2 separate regions of the Mus musculus genome follow, and region 1 is linked to region 2. The links are chromatin contacts, called in public Hi-C maps. All regions are on one chromosome and are shown on one strand. Each heading gives the region's core, a stretch centred on a gene start, on an enhancer-like site or on the middle of the called end of the contact. The rest is flanking DNA. Distances are from core to core; before and after follow the strand shown. Region 1 has its middle 31 kb from the start of Gm32718. Region 2 overlaps Nhlrc2 (NHL repeat containing 2).

Region 1 (4,144 bases), core at 1,208-3,707, 170 kb after region 2:
AGCCCAGGCAAAAGCAACAGGCATCAGGATGGGAGCTAAACCTCAAGGTGAAGAGAGCCTGGTTAAAATTTGGGGTCACGCTGACAGGCAGGAGGCCACCACAAGCACGTTACCCAGTGGGAAGGAAGGCCTCAGAGTGTGTTGCAGTGACACTACCAAAGATAAAGGCAGTGGGTGTCCAAGAACACCTGTAACTGGCTGGAATTTGCTACTGACGTTTTGCCCTGCGCTTCAACCTTCAAGGATTTTGGGAGTCGTGTGGTACTACTACATTCCCATCTCTTCCTCAGAGGGTCAGATTTGACTCTTGTTTGCTGTTAAGAACCCCACGTAACATAAACATATAACTTTGACCCTGATTTATGTAAATGAATCACATGCAAATGATTCCCTTGTGCCTGGAAACTCCATATTGAATAATTGAGAGGGGAGGGAACCGGGCTGGGGCTGCTGTTCAGTGACAGAGCAAAGTGTGGCTTTGTTCCCTCCTGTATCGCTACTAAGTAACATCCGACATCATGTCTGAGACCTAAAAACCACTAGTGAGCCCAAGAGGGCTTGTGAGTTAATTATAACATTGTTCGCTAAGTTTGGCTTGCGGTTTTCCTCTTATAATCAAATGTCAGGCTTGGGGGAGGGAAGCTTAGTCGTGTGTTGCCACGGATGTTTTTAACCAAGAGTCTAAGGCTGTTTGATATTTTTGGCTTCATAATTCCCATTTCCAGTTCTGATTTGGGAATACAGCAAGACTGAAGTCCAAGTGAAAACGACGTCCTCCCCTGCAAAACAGCCTGGAGTTTCAAGGCAAGAAGTTAAGTTTGGTGGCCAAGGTCCCTAGTATCTGAGAGGACTCAGTGGTAGAGCACCAGCCTAGCATGCAGAAGGCCTGGGTTGTAGTTCCAACCCTTGACCAAAGGGGAAAACTCTGTAATCAAAACTACTAATGCTTCTCTCGCTATCAAAAAGCAAGTGTTAATAGCCTTAAAGTCTTTTAGATATTGTAAAATCTTCTAAGTGTTTCATTATTATAGTGTTACTGAGAAATAACACTAGTCCTTGTATCTGTCCCTCCTCGACAACTACACACATACTCTGTGTCAGATGATGCAAACGGAAGAGGGGCTGCTGCACTCCATAGGGGTCTGGGTGGGAAGAGACACCATTGCATTTCAAGTGTAAACTCTTAGGGCTTCTGTGCGCAAACATCACTGGCTCTTGGTTTTCATAGAATCCAGAATGATCTCGCTGGGTCAGCTATCCCGTAATAGACACGGAAGAGTAGAGAACCTGAATTCTGCCCCTGCCTTAGTTTTTAGACCATGCGGCCTCAGTCCCAGACCCAGGCTGACCTCCAAGTGTCCAGGTCCTGAACAGCCTTGGTGACTGAGGAAGGGTTAGGCAAAATCTGCTGAAGGAAGGCAAGACTGTGCTCAGTGAGGCTCCCAGGGAGTCACAGCAGCCAGAGAGATGTCTTCTACCCACCCAGATCCCTACGGACTGCAGCAGCCTTACTTCCGTTTGCATCGTCTGACACAGAGAATGTATGTAATTGGTGAGGAGGGACAGATACAAGGACTGGTGTTATTTCTCAAGGCTCAAAGTCCCAAGAAGACATGCCATTTTGTATCATCGAAAGTTTGTCTTTCCAAACAGAACTTGGTCTCCAGATGTTAGGTGTGCGGAGACTAAAACGTCCACAGACCCCAACCCACCCACCAGACGCGCTGTGGTGAGCTCTCTGTCCTACCTATAGAGTGACAGCCTGCTTTTATTTATAGCACTTGGAACCCTCCACGGTTCCTTTTCTTACTTGATCTCATTTGCATCTCAAGAAAAGAGAACGAGCTTGATTCCAATTTTACCAGTGAGGAAACTGAACCATGCCATGCCCTTCCCAAATCCCCAGGATATGAACCTATGTTTGAGATAGCGCCTTAAAAGAAGTAATTACATTAAAATGGGGTCACTGGGGTGAGCTCTAATCCAATCTGACTGGTGTCTTTATAAAGAGAGATTAGAGTACAAATGCAAACACCCAGGCAAGATCACGTGAACACAGAGCAAGGGAGTCCCGCAAAGACAAGAGGGAGGCCTGCCACAGAAGCAGCCAACCTCTCCCCACACTTTTGTCCAGAAGTTTTGGCTTTCAATATGGAGGGGGGGGGTCTCTATTTTAAGCCACCTGATCCTTGGTATTTTATTATGGTTGCTACTGCAGACTAATACAGGCTCCCAGGTTCTCAAACTTTCCTGAGGTCTCACACTTAGCAAGAGCCAGAGTGAACTTCATTTCTCAAGCCCTACACTTTGTAAAGCCTTTATGGAATAAAATGTTTTGCATATGGGAATTAATTCTGCCACATAGCTGGTGATGTACAGCGGTTCTCTCACTGACTGACTGCCATGTTGTTCGAATCCTATTTATAGCAAAATGTCTCCAGGCATGGGGGAGGATGTTCCAGAGTTCCTACCACAGAAAGCTAAGGTAAGCCTCTTTATCTGTCCTGGTTTGTCCAGGACCCAGTGTCTCAGCACCAGACAGAGAATGACAAGGATTCTTAGGAAACAAACAAAGAACCTGCCATCGTCATCGGAACCAAGGCCCGTGAGAACAGACCTCTGGCCAGCACACTGAGGCCCAGCACCCTCCCTAGGCAGCTGTTGATCTGTCGGCTGCCTCCTGGTGACTTCAGTCTGTGGTCTTTTGCTTTGCCTTGGGACATGGAACTGAAACTCGGGTGTGAGCAGGGTTTTACATGGGGAACCCGTTTCTCTCTTTCCTCCTTGCCTTGGGGTTGGAGGCTCACAGGCTCCAAACTGGGCTTAACCCCGGAAGGAATGTCCTCAAACCACAAGGAACAAGACTTCCTCTGTCACAGAAGTGGCCCCAGAATGGGTGGCTAAGGAGTCTCCTCTACATGGGCCCTGTCACTCCCTCTGCCTACAGGGCTCTAGCTACATTTGTCCCTCCTGAAAGTGGGTTGGGGCAGGGAATGCAGGCTGACTTTCCCAGCAGGCGGACATCTCACTATCTGGCTAAGATAGTAACTGTTGAAAGTGACAGTGACATAGTCCATACTCACAGACGCAGCAACACACTCACTTTTGGTTCTGGAGCCAGGCGCTGCCTAAGGTCTACCGGACATAATGACATTGCATCCTGCCTGGCTCGAGGGCCAAAAGCTAAGGGTTCTGAGAACTCGTGTTCTTGCTCATTAATTTAGATAATGGGTTGGATTCATGAGAAGTCTGGGTTGCCATTTTCTTATTAACATCTTTGTAGCTCTCAGGAAGGTCATTAGATCCATATCAACAAACACATACACTTGGCAGTGGTGCCAATATACCAATAAAAGCCAATTCCCAATCTGTGATCTCCATGCCAAGTGGTGGAGTTGGATCCTTGCCTGGGCTATGGCACGGTAACTCTGGAGTTGTGGGAATCTTAGACATGGCCTATTGGGGGTGCCAGGAGCAGCCACCGCCCCCCCCCCCCCCTTATAGTGACTCGTGCAATGTCACACTTAGGATCGTCATCAAGCATCACAGCGAGGTGCAGGAATGGGAGGCAACTGCCCATCTTCACGATTCCCACAGAACAACTGCTCTGACTGCCAGTGCCACACAGCCGAGCGCGTGTTTCCACTTGCTGCAAGTCTCTAGTTACCTCTTAGGGAGGTGATGGCAGTGTTGGTGTTGGAACCAAGGGCCTCGACAACTGTGCTCAGAAATCTCCCTACCATTGAGTGTGATGCCTTTTGAACCCCATCCCACCAAACTTATCATCAAAGCTCCAGCAATGTTTCCAGCTATACACGGATGGAAATAGCTTCCGGAGGAAGAGTCCCCCAGATTCCAAGTCAGAAACGCATCTGGAAGAGAGGGAGCAACCCAGAGCTGCTTTCCCTCTGGCTCAGCGGATCTTAGGGACCTCACGGGTGCAGAAGGGAGGCGCTGGGAGGCCAGCAGTCGCCCACGAAGAGATCTGCTCCCGGGAAAGTCCTCAAAGCCAGGTGAAGTGTAGCATCCTGAAGGAAAAAAGGAGGGCTGAGCAGTGGGCCACTCCGCGGGAATCAAAGGCGGGGGCGGGGGAGAGGGTGTGGTGGGCCGCTGACAGAAAGAAGTGGCTGGCTGCAGGCTCCAA
Region 2 (4,334 bases), core at 1,399-3,898:
TTGCTGTGTGTGATGGGTTATTGTAGTGGCTAGGCTGGCTGTCATGAGCATCATGCTATTTTGGAAATTTAGATGTCAGTTTTAAGAGTTAAGTAACAGAATTGTTGGGTTTGAGATTTTTGTTACTGTTTTGGTTCCCATATTTAGAATTTAAATTATGATCATTAATTCTGATATTTTGAAAAATCACATGTAAACCTTCAATTTGCTATTTTCAGGGTATAGTTATACTAATACACTTTCATTTAAAATATTAGGGCTGAAACACACAGTGATTTACTGATACTGTTTTGGTATGTGTTTTCTTTAACCCCGTAAGAAACAGCACTGGAAGGGATCCTGGAGAGGTTTGGTTTTCATTGTTAACTTGAATTATCATAGATTATCATCATAACTGTTTAAGAGCCTTGCTCTTCTAAAACTGAGTGGACATGTGTTTTACTAAGACTACAAGGTTTCAGAAGCATTGTCTGAGCCCCACCTATAAATTTAATAAGCATTTAAGCATAGTCTACCTATTTATTAGTTAATTTTTGCAGTAGTTTTTGATAGGTAACATTTGCTTGTTTTATTGTTCAGTTAACTAAAAAAAAAAAAAAATCTGAAGTGAAAACTTGCTGACTTCCGTTATTAACTTAGAAATGCTGTTTCTCAGGAGCAAGGCGAACGTGAAAGGGAGGGGTCCTGTTTAGAGTTGCCCGTGGTTACCTCAGAAACCTTTGCACCTAGAACCAGCCAAGGCAGCGGCTCTGCAGCTCCAGCCTGGAGCTGGTGGTCTGTGGAGGGCCTCAGAGCGCCGCAGCCCTCGTTGATTTGTTGGATTCCTCGTTTATTTCCAGTTGGACGGGATGAGAATATTTTGGTTCAGTCATTTCCTGTTTGAGGACATAAACAGTTTCACTCTCTAAAACAGGGTATATACAGTTTAGCTTGTGTGGAAATTATTTTTCACTCTGAAAATACAAGCATGTATTCTGTAGTTTGATGTACCTTAAAAATCCCAAAATATTCTTTAACTCCCTTGATTTTCCCTTTGCCTGGGTAGGATCTTACTTGAGTCTTCAGTGACTGCGGGGATCTCGGTGGCTGCACACCCCACCCACCTGCCTCTCTGCACTGCTGGTCACAGCAGAATGTTAGTGGGGATGGACGGAGAAGGTGCTCAGTGAGCAGAGTGCGCTTTCCTAGGGTCAGGACTGACACAGTGTCTGCCAGGAGGAAACCTTGGTCACAGCACTTCTGGAGCTGCAGCGTCTCCTGTCCTCTCTGAGAGCCTTGTAGTTGTCCTGAGACAACTCTGTCTGCCTTGGGGCTCACACCACTGAGATAGGTTATGTGGGCCTCTGTTTTGCAGTGTGGGAAATCTAGGACTTAATGAACATGTGTAACCATGGTTTCTCCACATACGCGGAACTGACTGTCTTTCTCCATCCAGGGAAAAGTCTTCAGCTTCTGCCTTTGCCTCTGGCTTGGCAAAGATCAGAGTTGTTAACTCATTTGGAAGATGGTTCTTTGCCGTGCGCAGAGGCCCTGGGTTCAGTCCTCAGGAGGAAAATGAAATCACGAAAAGCTATGTTTTGTAGTGAACAGTAACATAAAGCCACGTGCAGGGGCCGTGTCACCTAAGCTCTAAATGAGCAAGCCCGTGCTGTCTCACTGAAATTCTACCTCTGAGAATACTCAATGGCCAGTACTTTAGAGAGTAATCTAATCTTCTCAAAGATACTAAAATAATCTGAATTGTAAGCACTAATAATTTTTCTAAAGCCACTTCTGTTACCAAAGATGGGGGTCTATTTAGAGTCCTTTCATTTACCAGTTTCCTTTAAAATTGTAGTTGGTGAGGACAGGGATAATTACGGTGTTTTATTGTTTAGCATGGTATAGTGGCAGGAGTATAGACTCTAGCAGTGTCTTGCCCTGCAGAGCTGGGCTGCTGGACCAAGCCTGGGCTTGCCGCCAGGCTTCAGTAAAATGCTCCCACGGCATTTAGCAGGGAGTAATTTATGAACTGCTACTTATCAGTTTAGTTCTAATAATGACAATAATTTATGGCCACAGACATGGGCTTGACTTTTTTTTTTTTTTACAACTCCAGTTTCTAAAGCAAAATCTTTCTCCACCATTTGACATGTTAGCAGTCCCAGTAGAATCTGGGCTCGAGAAGAAAAAGAACACTTTATGGTAGAATGTATTACCATTTCATAAACAATATTGTTTATAAAGAAGCACCTCTCTACTGTATTGAAGTATTTAAAAAGGCCTTCTGGAGCTTTAATGAATACGGCTTTTCCATAGAGGATCCAGACATAGCTGGAGACACACCACACTCTTAACAGCTTGTACAAGAATCTTCAGATTATAACCTGCGTGCCCTGGTGGGTGCTCTCACCCTGGGGCGGTGCCCTCTGCAGTCTTCAAAGTACTTGAGAATAACGTTACAGACTAGGTGTGAATGTTCCAGAGAAGGAAGCTGCTTCGGCATGTTGGGTACGAAGCTCCTGGGGTAGCGTCCAGTGCCTAGAACAGGACCTAGTATGTGGGTGCTGGCTGACAGCAGCAGAGCTTAACCGAGGCTCCCTACAGTGTGGAAAGTGGGGACCTACCCCCCGGCCTTCAGACGAGGGCAGAAGGAGGCTTACCTTCATTGAGTTCTCGCTCCCTGCTGGGAGTTTCCCTTCTGTGTGCTGACCACACGCAATCCTCACAACAGCCTTAGGATAGAGTCCCTCCTCCTTGAACAGTCACATCAGCACTAAGAGTGTACACAGAGGAAGTGGACAGCTGTCTGCCCCACTGCCTACTCTGTCGTCTCCCAAACTTGCAAGGTCACATATTTCATTCCTTCATGTAGTAACTTATCAGTCCAGAGGATTCCAGGAGCCCTGGGAATGCGTGTTTGTAAAATTCATTTAAATTCATTAAAGTCATTCAACTTACATGACTTCTCATAGATTCTTATCATCTGGGCCTTGGAATGGTCTATATAATCATTGGTTCCCAGAGGATTTTCTGTGCCCTTAATTTCAGTGACTATCCACAGTTTTTTCTTGGCAGGAGTATGTGTAGACATCCCAGTTAGCTCAACAGGACTGTCCCAGCAGCCAGTCCACCATAACGAGCATGGCTGGTGCAGGCCTGGAGACGTCTACCCATATCGGACACAGTGTGTTTTGTGAACCAAGTGAGGTGTAGAGGAATAAAGTCCTCTGCCTTCCTGCAGCCTTAATGGTCTGCTGTGCAGGCTCCCTGGTGACTCAGGAGTTGTTCCTGAAATCAGCGTGGCAGTGTGAGACAAGATGTCCTGCGTGTGCCAGTGGTGGTTTTTAGGGGCATCCCAGTGCAGCGTCTGTCCATTGTGAAGTAGTGTGGTCGTGAAGCAGTACTATGGTTCAGTGAGCAGCGCACTACATGGGTCAGAAATGACAGTGTGACAGAGTCACATACCTTGAGGCAGACCTGCGTGATAATCACCAAGATTGCTTTTTCCACCCGTGTTTCAAAGCCGACATGAAGAATGAGCCCTCGCCTGAGTCACTGTTTTAACCTGGCTTAATAGAATTTCCTTTTTCCAGTTTCTTTGCGTTAGGGTAATAGACAGAATGGTCGTTAAAGTTAGAGGCTTGGTAATCAAGCGAGGTGGCATTCTGTGGCTAATCAGCCTTGTCTCCTGCCTGTGCCGGCTTGTGTAGGCTGGCGCCTTGGCTCTCGGGTGGCCGCTATGAGCACACAGGCTGGCCCAGAATAGGACACAGCCCTGCCTGCAGGCTCTGCTAGGATAGCTTTCGCCATGGCGTGGTGCTTTGGTTTAATCATTGTCAGAGGTCAGAGTTGAAAACTAAAACCCTAGACGCTTGTGGAATGTGCGTCTAGGTGTAGTTACTCATTGTGTGGTGTGTCCTTTGCTCCCCTTGCACGTCACTCCTGTGTGCCTGTGGACACTGCTCTCGACAGCCTCCCGACCCAAGGAAAGAACCGCAAGGACTTTCCAGTACACTTCCACCTGTGGCCGCCCTCAGCTGTGGGTTAGAAATAAACACTGGACCTACATACTAGAGTGCCTGGCCTGGCTCAGACGTGGGCGTGAGCAGTGTTGCTGTTTGAAAGTGAAATCTGAAGCTCTAGTAACTCTTGGGTTGCTTAGTTTCAGCTTTCCACATGGAATAAATAAAACAAAATAAAACAAAAGGGAGGTGAGGTTCCGCCCTCTGAGATACAGACTCTTTAAAGAGGATTTTTATTATTCTGAACCTAGTTTCATGAGAAAATATGTTGAGATAAATAAGATCAAACAATCAAATGATGCCAGTGGGGATGAAAGCACATACGTTCCT

Evidence for each region. A called contact is a pair of places that touch in the nucleus more often than the background predicts.
Region 1: a contact with region 2 is called in a Hi-C map of Kupffer cells, with 5 times the contacts expected there. The contact joins two enhancer-like sites. A contact is called at or near these places in 2 of 39 promoter capture datasets (the C10 cell line and liver), 1 of 15 datasets of contacts at CTCF or cohesin (CD8 T cells), 18 of 484 Hi-C or Micro-C datasets (the AML12 cell line, the Ba/F3 cell line, the G1E-ER4 cell line and 11 more), 3 of 115 datasets of contacts at active chromatin or transcription factors (bone marrow-derived dendritic cells, cardiomyocytes and neural tube) and 1 of 9 other capture datasets (embryonic stem cells).

Annotation. Positions count from the first base shown.
Region 1 is chr19:56,771,809-56,775,952 of GRCm38.p6, forward strand. No RefSeq gene overlaps it. Among named protein-coding and RNA genes, the nearest start is that of Gm32718, 31 kb to the left of the region's middle. Within about 2 kb of position 2,458, at least 44 of the 459 cell types and tissues checked have an H3K27ac peak or open chromatin away from gene starts, as enhancers often do. A contact at or near this core is called in Kupffer cells, where this site is marked.
Region 2 is chr19:56,598,238-56,602,571 of GRCm38.p6, forward strand. Nhlrc2 (NHL repeat containing 2) reads left to right here. Exons shown (of 11, transcript NM_025811.3): 11 at 1-609. Among named protein-coding and RNA genes, the nearest start is that of Nhlrc2, 52 kb to the left of the region's middle. Within about 2 kb of position 2,649, at least 36 of the 459 cell types and tissues checked have an H3K27ac peak or open chromatin away from gene starts, as enhancers often do. A contact at or near this core is called in Kupffer cells, where this site is marked.